Linked DNA regions of Mus musculus: region 1 is linked to region 2. Evidence: chromatin contacts called from public HiChIP or PLAC-seq data. All regions are on one chromosome and are shown on one strand. The core of a region is the stretch at or near the end of the contact, and the rest is flanking DNA. Distances in the headings are between cores, read along the strand shown.

The links. HiChIP or PLAC-seq counts read pairs in DNA pulled down with a chosen protein or histone mark.
Region 1: a contact with region 2 is called in an H3K27ac HiChIP or PLAC-seq map of embryonic stem cells, with 4 times the contacts expected there. The contact joins the promoter of Adh7 here to the enhancer-like site in region 2. A contact is called at or near these places in 3 of 39 promoter capture datasets (cranial neural crest, embryonic stem cells and stem cell-derived epiblast-like cells), 1 of 15 datasets of contacts at CTCF or cohesin (embryonic stem cells), 2 of 484 Hi-C or Micro-C datasets (both in embryonic stem cells), 4 of 115 datasets of contacts at active chromatin or transcription factors (embryonic stem cells and pancreatic cancer cells) and 2 of 9 other capture datasets (embryonic stem cells and liver).

What each region holds. Positions count from the first base shown.
Region 1 is chr3:138,212,374-138,219,508 of GRCm38.p6, reverse strand. Adh7 (alcohol dehydrogenase 7 (class IV), mu or sigma polypeptide) reads right to left here and starts at 1,736. Exons shown (of 9, transcript NM_009626.4): 1 at 1,601-1,736. The coding sequence starts at 1,618. The region is part of intron 2 of 0610031O16Rik (RIKEN cDNA 0610031O16 gene); the gene reads left to right.
Region 2 is chr3:137,773,043-137,779,743 of GRCm38.p6, reverse strand. No RefSeq gene overlaps it. Among named protein-coding and RNA genes, the nearest start is that of Mir6380, 7.2 kb to the left of the region's middle. Within about 2 kb of position 1,388, at least 5 of the 459 cell types and tissues checked have an H3K27ac peak or open chromatin away from gene starts, as enhancers often do. A contact at or near this core is called in embryonic stem cells, where this site is marked.

The DNA.
Region 1 (7,135 bases), core at 487-2,986, 440 kb before region 2:
TTTGTGTGTTGGAGCTCTAATGCTCAGTACCTCAGAATCTGAGGGTAAACAATTGCGGACTGGGTCTTTTCACATTGCAATCGAGTTACAATGTGGTCACTGAAGTTAGACAGAGCAGTCCTGTAGGCTATTTCCACAGTGAGGTTAAGGGACGGGAAGACACAAGCAGAGTACTCCTAAGCAAAGGAAAGGGCTCCTAAAGGAACCAATCTTGTCCACACTCTGTTCCCAGGATCCCAGCTTCCAGATGTATGAGCAAATAAATCCTTGTTCTTTATGCCGCACAGTCCTGGTACTTTGTTAATGGCATCTTTAGCAAACTATCATAATCATTTTTTTTTTAATGAAACATCAGAAAATTAACAGGAGGAGTCCTGATATTAAGGGAACCTCTCTTCCTGAGATGCATGGAAATAGAAGGACAGTTTGGGGACCACATCACCCACCTTGAACTACCCCTCTGTATACCATCACCAAGTCAACATTTTAAATCTGTTGTGCTATTTGTCATGTGTGCTGGATTCCTGATCATAGCTAGGAGTTCCTGAATTCCCGGTTACTGGAAATGTTCGATCAGTGGCTGGGCATTCTCATGACGGAGGCCACAGAAAGGCTTGTGTGGAGTTGAAAGTGTTCTAAGATTCATGCCAGCTCTCTGCCACTTATTTCTAAGGGCAGTGTTCCTGACTTCCACAGTGCAAAGTTAATTCTGATTATTGGTCTTTACTGGATTTCTGATTCAAACTAAGATGTTTCCATTCCATTTCTCTTCAATTGCGGGGAAAGTTATTTCAGGTTCTAGCGTTCAGACCTCGTCTCTCATGCTTCCCAGACTTCAAACATCATTTTTAGCTTCCTAAAATTCTAAGGTAGACTAAATGAAGTTGTTTAAAAGTAATGCCAAAAACAGTACCCCACATCTCAAGCGGTTACACACGCGTTTAAAGCAGGAACCCGATCAACCCAATCTGCAAGAGGGGGAAAAAAAGCCAGCCTTGTTTTCTGAGTTCCTGTCACTGTTCTGGCCCTGTCATCTTCTGAAGGAATAAACACGCTTTATCCACCACACGGTCCTATTTTCCAAGAGTGTTTGCAATTGTACTGTGATATAAAACATGTCCTCAGAAACTCGGAACATGCGGTTTCTTTGTTGTTGACTTTGCATTCCTGAATTCACTTTTTCCATTCTCAACAGTAGGGCACGATCCCCCAACACAGGAGATCCTGGACCCTTTAGACTCTAGAAAGGGATTGGGGAGATACCACTGACCCTGTTGAAGTCTCCTTATGGAAACAGTTTGCTATCCAGAGCAAATGACTGGCTAGCTGGAAACTAAATTATGAATAATGCCCATAGAAATCCCAGTTCTCTACTTCCCTTCCCTGCTTTCTGGGAGAACGTTCAGCATGTGGTTTTCAATTGAATCCTGCTGCGATTGGTATTCTGATGCAATTTACCCACATCTCCCCAACGTGTGTTACTTAACAGCCTTGCCTTCCTCGAGAAATAGTATTTAGTTTCTCTCCAGGATTCAGATCTCTCAGAAGCAACCCCCATTATTAGCTCAAGAGACTGAACAAGCTGAAACGTTTCCCTTACTTTTCCAGCGGTGCCCATCCTGCCTCTCCTGGGTGTGTGGCCTGCAAACAGGAACGTCTTCTGACTGAGGCACGGTTCACTCTTCTATGGGTACCAGCATCTTCGGCCTTCAATAAATAGCGTGACTTGGAAGTTCTGCTTGCCTTTGGCAACATGACTCATAGCCTTAGAATTTTCCCAACCCAAGAAGCTCCACCCTCCTGCAAGTCAAGTGGTGAAAAGAAATACAATACACATTATGATTAGACAAAAATAAGAAGCTAACAAACATTGGATAATCAAGTCTACTATGAAGGGCCAGAAAACACCCTTACCCATTTTATTTTAGAGAATATAAAAACAGGTCGTGTTAGTTCAGCTCTGTCCAATTGATACAGAGTGCATTGCATGCCTTCTACGTGCAAGCTGTTCTGTCAGGTAGCTGACTTTAGCTATGTGGTTAGGCATTTGTATTTGCACTCCATTTGCACTCGATATAGCTTGTAGAAAGTGTGGTTAAATATAAATGAGGGTTGTGGTATGACTCCATAGTAGAGCACATGACTTGATCCGGTCTCCGTTCTTAGCAACATACACATACAATTGTATATCATGTACGTATGTTGTGTTATTTGTCACACACACTGCATTCTTCATTATAGTTAGGAGCAGTTGCCTCAAGTCCCTGAATTCTCCATCACTGGGAATATATGTTTGTATGTATGTATAGTAGATGCAAGAAAATGTATAAAACCAGTAATGGCGATGGAGATGGGAAATTAACTATAACTTGTCTTTGCTCTCAGGAAACCTGTCATTTGGCTCAAGATCACATTATTTACCCACAGAATTGCTTACTGCTTACGCACATTGGTATCCAGAAGGACCGAGAGGGAATCAGAATCCTGCTATACAAAGAGGCTCTTGCATTCCTAAAGGAATCTACTTGGGCAAGCATTTAGCTGTTCCATCATTCCAAGCCACTGTTGTCCAGTAGGCAGCAGCATCAGACCCTTCTGGATCTGCTTTTGCCTTTGAGAGGAAGAGGTATTTATGTGACAGTGGCTAGCTGTCACATTGGTACACTACTGCCTCCAACAAACCCTCCATACAGTGACAAAATTTCACTCCTGCGGGGTGACACAGTGAGGCAGGTTTTCTGTCTTTAGACAAAACTCTTCAATCCTGAAATATAGAATAAGGGCTCTTACCAACCCGGAAGATATTTGCCAGAGTTTGTTGTTCAGCTACTTACACATTGACAAACTCCTCTGAATAACGGAAAACATGTCCACAGGTCTCTCGGCATAATGCAGTAGGTGCTGTAAGTCCGATTTCACACATATTTATATCTAATTCAGAAGTGGTAATTATAATCAGTGAGTCTACTGCACTGGCCAAAGTAAACCCAGTAGGTAAAAGCATTGCCAGTGGACCAGGCTCGTATGCAAGCGGTGTTGTTTTGGCAGCAATGGTGGAGAACCGCAGCTCTTGTTGTAGGCACCGCGGACAAGAGATAGGCAGGTACGGACAGACAGACATTCTGAATCTCAACCATCAAAGACCAAGCCCAGACTCAGCAACAAAAGCTTGTTTTCCTCAGAACAGAGGCAAAAGAACTAACAAGGGTGGAGCTGGCTCCAAGGCAGCAGAGAGCCAACACGGGTGGGGCTGGCACAAAGGAAAAGTTTCTCAGTTGATAAACTCCTTAAGGGTTTTGCAAGACTTCATAACATATTAGTCTGAAAAGTAAACTATTCTCATGTTAATCTGCCAGGTGATGTTAAATAAGGTCTTAATGTTACCAATCCATCTCTCCCCAGAATCGACTAGCTAAAAAAATGTCAAAAGCTGAAAGTTGGGAAGTACCCAATTAAAAAATTATTATGCGGGGGTGGGGGTGGGGGGTGGGGGGGGTGGGAGACTTGGAATCCAGGAAGAGCTGAAAGGAAGGAAAAGACAGCCGGCTATGATCAAAATGTATTGTGTGTGTGTGTGAAATTCTCAGAGAATAAATACAAATGCTATATGGAAAAGCACACTAAAAATGCACAGCTTGAAGTCTCCAGGGTAAGGCATCAGATTACAAGCTTCCTCCTCCAAACAAAGCAATGAATGAGAAAAGTCAAATGGCAAACGATGGAAGGTGATGCTTTTCGGAACAGGGAGAGGCTGGGAACAAGGGCTAGCACAAAGGATGTAAGATGAAAGCCTAAGTAGGGAAAAACAGCAGAACGCACAGCAAAGGAATGGGCAGCACATGGCTAATCCCTGGCTCTGGACCAGGCAGATGCCTCATCTAAAGATAAATGACCGACAGTCGCCTCAGGCCTGAGTACAGAAGAGAACACTGTGCGGCAGGGAGTGACTCCGCTTGGTGGTACAGCTGTGCAGAGGAGCCACAGTTGTCACACTCAGTGTCTTACAGGGTAGCGCCAGGTGCCATCCTGGGAGGTAAGGCTGAGAAGTAAGTTTAAAACTGTGATTGTTCACGAGACAAAGACAGATCTTGAATGAATAGGCTAATGACTCACGGCCAGCCTTAGGAAGGGAGTATAAGCTAAACCTAGAGGAACTGGACAAATCAGTGAACTAGAAACTCAAGCGACAATGGAGACAAAGACACAAATAAAACTTTGCATCTTTGAAAAGATAAAGATCAAATAGTCCTTAGCCAAACTAGCCAAATAAAAGAGAAGACCAAATTAATGAAATAAAAAAAAAAAAAGACAGAAGAACAGACATGAGGCAATCATGGGAAAAAATACTTAACCATCCTATATTCAAAGAGCTGGAAAGTCTAGAAGAAATGAATAAATTCAGAGACTCATATAACACGCAAAATTTGTATTAAGTAGATATAAACAACTGTTCTTCAATGAACAAAACTATTGATATAATAACCGATAACCGTCTTCCAACAAGGAAACCTCAGGGCAGTAGGATTCCCTGTTGAACTCCATAACTCCTTTAAAAAGCGCTAACAATGGTACTTTTCAAATAACTCCATATAATCAGAAGGAACACACCAGACTCATCCTGTCAAGACTGTTACCCTGATACCAAAGTCAGATAAGGATAAAATAACAGAAACACGATAGACCACTTCCCTGATGGAGGTTGATGCAAAAATCTTGAATAAAAGGCTTATAGACCGTTGGAGTGCAGGAATTGCTCCACAAACCACACAAACACTGGTCTCAGTCAGATAGGGATGGTTTATTGAGCATACGCCCCAGGACTGGTCAACCAGGGCAATGGTTCAGATTCAGGAACTGAACCATGACCCTGAATTAAAATCCTACAGGGGTTTTAAGCCCCAAATCCACAAACATTTGTGTCATGTTATTATGCCAACCAGGATTTAGGGATAAAGGATTCCATAGGAACGTCTTTGTTGTACACTTATCCTGCTCCCATTGGTTTGGGGTATTCCAAGGTGACAGGCAACATGCCTTGTCTAACATTCATGTATGAACTTGCCAGTGGTGATGTCAGTTAAACACTTACATGTCTCTTTCTGCCAAGTACGATGTCAGTACCCAAGACCTCCTTGGGGACTGCGACTTTACTAGACCACTACTCAAAATGGAAGTCTTATTCCAAGTAGTTTCTTATATTGGTGCAGGTGTCTCTTGTTTATCCAAGAGGTAGTTTATACCATAAAAGCTTATACACAGGTGCAAGAAGTGCTTCTGGGTGCTTGGTTCAGGTCCAAGATTATTGTGGGTAATGATACAAAACAGTTCTATTGACTTTTATTGTGATTGTCTTCCAAGGCCACAGAATATAACAGAATAGGTAATCAATCTTGGCACTAGAAAATTTCCTAATAGCAGCAGAAACATATGAGAAAGTTTCCTTATAATTATAGGCTAGCCAGGTAACTGTTACCTGGCTTTAACATTCAATCTAGGCCTTAATATATTACTTAGGCTTTAACATAAACTGAATTTAACAATACATTAAAGATGGGCATAGTGACCCATGCCTTTAATGCCAGCACTTAAGGAAGGTCTGTCATGAAAAGAACCCACACAGTCCAGATTGCTGGGCAAGCTGGGAAGACTCTATGAAATGTGCTCTAAGAATAAGGGTTTGGGACACAGTGTGCTTGTCTCAGGGCCTGTGTTCCCACTTAGGCGACTTCACCTAGCATGTGTGCAAGCGGGAGAGACAGTAGCTACAGTGCTCACATGTCTCAGGGATTTGTGGTGAGGAAACTGCTAGTACACTGTTCCACTCATAACCAGGAGCAAATGTTGGTCATAACTTGACTCCAGTCACATAGTTTATTATTCTCATTTATTGCTTGGATTTTTTTTTAAGTGTTTGAGATGATAGAGAAATGTCCTTGCATAGCTTAGCTATGAGGTCCTAGAAGCCTCCGGAATTTCGAATTTTCCAAAAGTTTGGACATCAAGAGTCCTCTGAATATCAACTTCTACCGAAAAATCAGAAATGAGAGATAGATAAACTATGATCCATACATGAGTTGATCACTCATCAGATTCTCAAGCAGCAGGAAGGTTCGAGAATGCCGAATTTTCAGTGCCCTGACCCAGAGAGGCCCAGGTTTATGGAAACTCGCTGATTGCCACTATTTTCAAGCGGCCTTGCCTAGACTGTGAATTCTGAAACCTACTGGGCAGGGTTAGCATGGGGTCATTGATCCTGTTTCTTAGGACACTGTTCCTTTCCATTTCTCATCAGCTCATCCAGGATGCTGAGCACCCTGTCCCACAAGGACAGCAGGGATAGAGGAGAGCCTTTGAAGTCAGAAGAGCTAGCTAACATACCAGCTCCAGAGGTGGCTAGTGCTTAAGGGGACACACTGTATACTTGGGAAACACAAAGAGAAGCCAACTGTTTCCATCTGTGGCTTCTTGAGAAGTGTCAGTGAGACAGGGGTAGGGGCACTCGTGAAGTAAAAACGGAAATGATAATAACCATATCTCTAAGGCTACCAGGGAGGAAAGCCATCTCATAAACATGGAAATGGAAATCAATGGATGGTTGAGTTCTTAGAAGAAAGAGCCATGGGACTGTAATCACTGAAGGGCACAGAAGTGCTTAGTCACCCAGCATCATGGGAAAACATTGCTGAATTTTGATCCACCTTATTAATCACCAAACCTTGAGGGTGGGCTTTCTGCCTTGGTTTCTCACATTCTCTCAGTCTAACGCTGAGAACGTAAGCTGTAGGCAAACAGCTGCAAGCTGAAACCCATCCTTGCCTCCTTTCTGCAGCTATGCCAGGCCTGGGCACAAGGCATGCCAGGGGCAGGGCAGTGGAAGAGCCCTGGCTCTGCCCTGATGTGGGAGGTTAATCCTCTGCTAGGCACTGATGCCAGCTCCTAGGGCCGCCCTGGAGACCATGCTTGGCAGCTTCAGCACATCTGCCTTTGCACGCACACCCAACTAACTCAAGAGAATAGTGAGGGTTTTTTTTTCTTTCAAAGCAAGACAAGGATGTCACATGTGCTTTGAATAAAAGTCTTCATTTGCCCAGTTTCCAATTGACTGCTGTTTGATGGGAATTTCAATTTGAGAAGG
Region 2 (6,701 bases), core at 139-2,638:
TAGCACCCAGTTTGCTTCTGGTGAGGGGGAGTTCTGCGTAGTCTGTGTGGAGAAATGGAGGCGCAAGTGGCCATGTGAAAAGGGGTGCTGTCTAAACTTTGAAGAAATTAATTAAGCTTGATTGTGTGTGTGTGTGTGTGTGTGTTTATGCGTGCGCGTGAGACTTGATGGTATCCTAGCTTCCCCTGTGGACTACAGGAATGGCTTCTGATCCTAGATGGGGCTGTGTCCCATCCTCTTCTGTAGGTTTGTTGGCCAATTGCACACGTAGGTGACAAAGACTCCCCCAGCTATGAATATACATGCTCCCATCTAAGTCAGAGCAAGCCTCTCTTTCCACCTCCCATCTCTCTACCTTTAAATACTTGAATAGTGCTGCTTTGGAGATTAAAGGGCAAACTGCAGGGTTCTCTTCTACAAGGCAGAGCCTGGGAATCAAACTCAGTTTGTCAGCCTTGGTGACAAGTGCCTTTACCTTCTGAGCCATGCACCCATATCTTAAACTATTGCTGCTTTTCTAGATCTCCTCCCCTTTTAAAATAATTGGCTTTGAGACAGGATCCAGCTTATCTTAAATTTAATATATAGCTGAAGATGGCTATGAGTTTTCAAACTTCTCATTTTCTTGCCACCACTTGGAATTGCATGTCTGCTACCACCTGGGATTACAGGTGCGTGCCAACCTTGCTTGGTTTATGCAGTGCTGGGGGTTGAACTCAGGGCTTTGTACATGTTAGACAAGTAGTCTACAGTGGACCTATATCCCCAGTCTGCCTTTGGTTTTTGAGATAGAGACTTCATCTAGCCCAGGCTGGCTTCTGAGTCCTGGGACTATTGCAAGCCCGTCTTTGATTCATACTTCCCTCTGGCCGTGTTCTTCTCTTCCCACCACATTTTGCTGTACTGGCCGAGGGCCTTTCATGCGTCTTCACTTCAAATCAAGCCAGTAAATAGCTCTCAGTGATGGGCAGTGCGATTCCACATGCATGCACCCTTACACAGTATAGCAGATAAGTGTTAGGAGGAAAAGTATTTCCACACTCAGTTCAGAAATTACTTTTAATCAGAGAACTCCATAATTTAGGGTTTTGCATTCTGCCTGTCGTTTCCAAAATTCAGTCCAGGGATGCGGCTTGCTGGGTAGAATGGTTGCCCAGCGTTCACAAAACCCTCTCTGGGTTTAGAACCCAGGACTAAGCTGGTGGCACGATGGTGCATGCCTGCAATCTCAGCTCTCAGTGGCAGAAGCCAGAGGATCTGAGTTCGAGGTCGACCTCTGACATGCAGGCCATTCCAAGCCAGTCTGGTGCAAATGAGACGATCTCAAATCAACAAAGTTAACAGAATACCTGGCTAACCTTCATCTCTTACCTTGTACTGCCATCCTGTGGCCATTTTATTTTCTAGCCTAAAAAGAAAGGAAACCCTGTTTTCTATTTCCATCACACACAATAGCCCCGGGTTGTCACTAAACACAGGACTACATATATACTGTACTAAACACAGTACACAGATATCGCGGTACTACCAACATGTCCCGCCACATGGAGTGGAGTCCACCATGCCATTTATGTTCTGAGTGAGACAGGCTTTCCCAGGACTCTGCTCTTCAGGCTCCCCTCCTCTCTACCTTGGAATCTCTTGGCGGCTTCTGCAGGACTTCTCTGTACTAGCGTCGGCGACATCTTGGTTCTCTCTTGGGTGCTCAGAAATACTTTCTGCTGGAAGCCTGGGTTTGTCTTTCTTTTGTACGTTGTCCCGTTGGCCTATCTTCTGAACTTCTGCTAAACCCCAGAGCTCTCTTAGTGACTTGACAAGACAGGCAGGGTGCCTGGAAAAGAATGTGCTCAGGCATATCCTGGCTGTGACCACACATGGTTTAGCTTCTCTAGAGAAATGACTGCACAGAAGGTTAAATGTAAGGTAGCCAATGGTTTTCTGCTGGTTCTGGGATTCCTTGCACAGAGCTTGTCTCCTCTGTGACTAGGAGGCAGTCAGTGGGCACATTCCAGGAGAGCAATCTTTGTTCTTGTTTTTGGTATCCAAGACCTCTAGGGTTTAAGGTCCAGTCCTGGAAAATAATAACAGTGATAGTGGTTACTATCTGCAGAGTCCTGGTATGTCTCTGTCCTATCTAACATTACTCACAATTTCTTTTCTTTTCTTTTCTTTTCTTTTCTTTTCTTTTCTTTTCTTTTCTTTTCTTTTCTTTTCTTTCATCTTCTCTTTCTTTCTTTCTTTCTTTCTTTCTTTCTTTCTTTCTTTCTTTCTTCCTTTCTTTCTTTTGACAAGGTTTCTCTGTATAGCCTGGCTGTCCTGGAACTCACTTTGTAGACCAGGCTGGCCTTGAACTCAGAAATCCGCCTGCCTCTGCCTCCTGAGAGCTTAAAGTCGTGTGCTACCACGCCCAGCTTTTTTTTTTTTTTTTTTACAATTTCAAGACCATGAGGTGAGAATATGATTGTTTTTGTTTTACAAGTAATGAAAGTTCTTAGTCACAGAGTAATGATCCTTCTTGTCTAAGGTGGCTCAGCCTGGAATTGGGTTGCTGAAAATGACTTCGCATCCCTGATATCCTTGAATGAACTTCAGTCTGTGTCTCAGTATAAGCCTTTCCTTATAGCCCAGTATCTTTGAACTTCTCAGCCTAGGGTGTTCCTTCTAGGACGAGAAGGGACTGAAGAGTCAGTGCCCATTGTTTATAGATCCTCAGTGTACTATCTTCGTACGCAATATCCATGCTCCAATAAACACCAGTGTTCATTCTGAAAGGTAATTGCAAGCATTAACAACTTCCAGTGTTCCAGCATTATCTCTAGGATAACTTGCAGCTCTGAACAATGCTTTAGAAAGACCTCCCTAGCAGCGTGCTCGGGAGCCATTCCTGTTCCATTAATGCCAATGACTGCATTTGCTCTGAGCACTGTAAGCGACTCTGCTGCAGACTTCAAGACTGCTGCAAAGATGCATTTTTGACACTGACGACTTTGATGGCAGCCCAGCTCTAGCATCAACATTAACAAGGAGATTTATTTACTTTTATTTTTGGCTGTGCATATCTATGTGTACCTCACATACCTGGCACCTGGGAAGGCCAGAAGAGAGCATTGAATCCCCTGTAACTGGAGTTACAGCCAGTTGTGAGCCATCACGTATGTACTGAGAACAGGACAAGGTCCTTTGCAAGAGGAGCAAATGCTCTTAACCACTGAGCCATCTCTCCAGGTTTCATCAGTTTGATCTTAAAGAAAACCTTTGACACGGTGAGGCCAATTTCCCCCAAATACTTATATATCGTAGCTATCGTATTCCTTCTTAGACAAACTGCCACACACACATTCTTTTCTTATGTGTGATGTAGCTTACTTCATAGTGCTGAAGCAATTCTTCCCGTGCATAATAAAATAACAGCCTTGGATTACACATCTGTGTGATGCATGATTTTAACCACACAATAATGATTAATACTCTGGCATGTTTAGTACCTACTGAACATGTTTTCCAGTGCTTTCCATGCCTGCCTCATTGAATCTTCATAGCCCTTTAAGAGTTTACCATAATTGTCAGCAAAGATAGCACATACTACAAGGGGTGCATGGGAAGTAACGAAAGGAGCACGGAGAGGTAAACCAGTTGTCTCATTCATGTAGTATGGAACCAGCAGACTTGCTATATGTAATATAGAATATTTTCAAAACTTTATACCCTAAATCTAAGACATCAAAGACAAAGAGAAAGGAATAAATACAATCTTCATCTCTCACTCTGTGCCTGTTTTGATCAGCTGTGTGTGAGCTGAACATTTTTCTCTATCAGATTACTTCCTGGCCCTCACCTTGACGGGAGACAATGGAGGTGCTGGCAGCAAAGGCTGGTATGAAATCCATGGTTAGGTGTCAGAACTCCTAGAGTCCTGGTTATCAGAGCTCCTCCGGACACACAGCCCTCACCCACCGCCCCTTCCCAGCCTGTAGGGCTGGGATGTGTCATCAGAGTATGTTTGTTCTTGGCACAGCACCGCTCACTGCTCTCTAGAGCCAGCTTTATTCCCTCGTCACCCTGTCACATTTGATTGTAGTAATTTAGCTCCATTCAAGTCTGGCCTCAAATTCATGACCATCCTGTACCAGCATCCCCAGGGCATGTGCTAGGCTATGTCTGTTGCTCTAAGCCTTTGATAGAGTATAATTGCTATGATGACTGTTACTACTTTTGTGCTGGGATTGAACTCAGGGCCTTCTTCAGGCAGTGGCAGACCATCTACCATTGAGCTGCAGCCTTATCTCTGCTCCTGACTGTTGTTTGAATATTATCTGGCTTCAATGCCTGGCTTTCAGCTTCTCTCTAGGTCTCTGTTATGGGTTTGTGGTTGTGGGAAAGGCTAGTGTTGTGGTTAAGACAGAAGACACCGGAATCAAGCTTGGGGGCTTGCTTCCTAGACCTGTCATTTATCATCATCTGCCCTTTGGCAAAGCTCAGCAGACTCTCTAAAGACTCACTTCCTTATCTGTGAAAAGCAAATGGGAATCACGTGACTCTAGCAGGGCAAATCTGTGTGTAACAGTGACTGGCAGCTGGGTCCTTCATTCATTTCCATAACAAGCATCTCTTGACAGCTGATATGTGATATGAACCAAGCAGGCATGTGTGTGTGTGAAATCCAAGTTAATATAAAGCATATGTATGCTGTATTAAATGATAAAACTGTTAGGAGAAAAATGAAGCAAGAAAAAGGGATAGAAACTGTTGGGATTGGTTTGTAGTGTGTGTGTGTGTTATATGTATGTGTGTGTATTTTTTTTTTTATTTTTTTTTCCTTTTTCTTTTTTGGTTTTTCGAGACAGGGTTTCTCTGTATAGTCCTGGCTGTCCTGGAACTCACTTTGTAGACCAGGCTGGCCTCGAACTCAGAAATCCGCCCGACTCTGCCTCCCGAGTGCTGGGATTAAAGGCATGCACCATCACACCAGGCCTATGTGTGTGTATTTTAAGGCAGAGTCTGACTGTATAGTCTTAGCTGGTCTGAAATTCACTTGAACACAGAGATCAACCCAACCTCTACCCTCTGTGTACTGAGATTAAAGGTCTGTGACAACACACCAGGCTAGTTTGTGGCATTAACTAAAGTGGTCAGAGTGGACCTTAGATGAAATTCTGTAGAGTGGGGAGTGGGATTTTTTATTATTTTATTTTATTTTATTTTGTTTTTTTCGAGACAGGGTTTCAAGTGCTGGGATTAAAGGCGTGTGCCACCACCTCCCGGCTATGGGAGTGGGATCTTGAAGAGCCCACTTCCAGCAGAAAGACAGGGCATCAAGTGAGGGGTGGGGTTGTGATCCCACAGTCAAATACTCTGACCCACAATTGTTCCTGTCTGAAAGAACTGCAGGGACAAAAATGGAAAAGGAGGTCCAGTCACAGGCCCAAATTGGAATCCAGCTCAAGGGGAGACCCCAAGGCCTGACACTATTACTGATGCTATGGTGTGCTCACAAAAAGGGGCCTTTTATGATTGCCCTCCAAAAGACCCAACAAGCAGCTGAAAGAGTCAGATGTAGATATTTACACCCAACCAATGGACAGAAGCTGCTGAACCCTGTGGTTGAATTAGGGAAAAACTGGAAGAAGCTGAGGAGAAGGGCAACCCTGTAGGAGGACCAGCAGTCTCAACTAATCTGGACCCCCAAGATTTCTCAGACGCTGGACCACCAACCAGGCAACATACACCAGCTGATATGAGGTCCCCGACACACATACAGCTGAGAATTGCTAGGTCTGGACTCAGTCAGAGAAGATGCACCTATCCCTCAATAGACTGGAGGCCCCAGGGAGTGAGGAAGTCTGGTGGGGTGGGGTGGGGGTGGGGGGGTGCAGAGGGAGTGAAAGGGACATCCTTGTGGATACTGGGGGGGGTATGGGATGTCGGTCAGAGGTGGACTGGGAGGGGGATAAAATCTGGACTGTAAGAAAAAGATTAAGTAGAGAACATTCTTAAGGGGCTTGAGCAAAGATTCATCAAGTAAGAATACTCGCTGTTCTTTCAGAGGACCAGGATGTGGTAATTTGTAACCATCCATAACTCCAGTTCCAGGAAATCTGCTACCTTCTTCTGGCTTTCGAGGGCAGCAGGCATGCATGTAGCACTCACGTGACCTCCAGAATACTTTTGTCTTATAGCGCCCCCAGCCTGGGTGAACACAGGGTACCCAGCACAGGCTGTTGGGTTGGAGAAAGCTCTGCTTTTTTTCTCCCTGCCACATTGACCCCACCCCTCATTCCAGGCAGTGAGCACTCGGTCACCTCCCCTGTGTTATCTGCAAACATGACAGTTTCCCCCTACCACTCTGCACAGAGACCAAGCCTCTCTGGAGATGAGCCACCTTTCTGACATAGGCCGTTCCCTCCTCTTAGCAGCACTGACATCTTGGCTTTCTAGGAGAGAAATTATTTTATCAGTAAGTATATTTTAAAAATTTAAAAATAACAAAACTCTTTGATGTTAAACATTAAGAAAATGCTAATTTCAAGCATAGTGAGAAAACTTATCAATAATATTTCTATGATGTTTGTACTTTATAATCGTAATATTTTCAACTGTTGATATTCAACAAACAGAATAATTATTTTAAGATATATTTCGTTGTTATGTCTCCCTTTTCATTTCTGATTGTATTGATTTGGATACTGTTTCTGAGCCCTTTG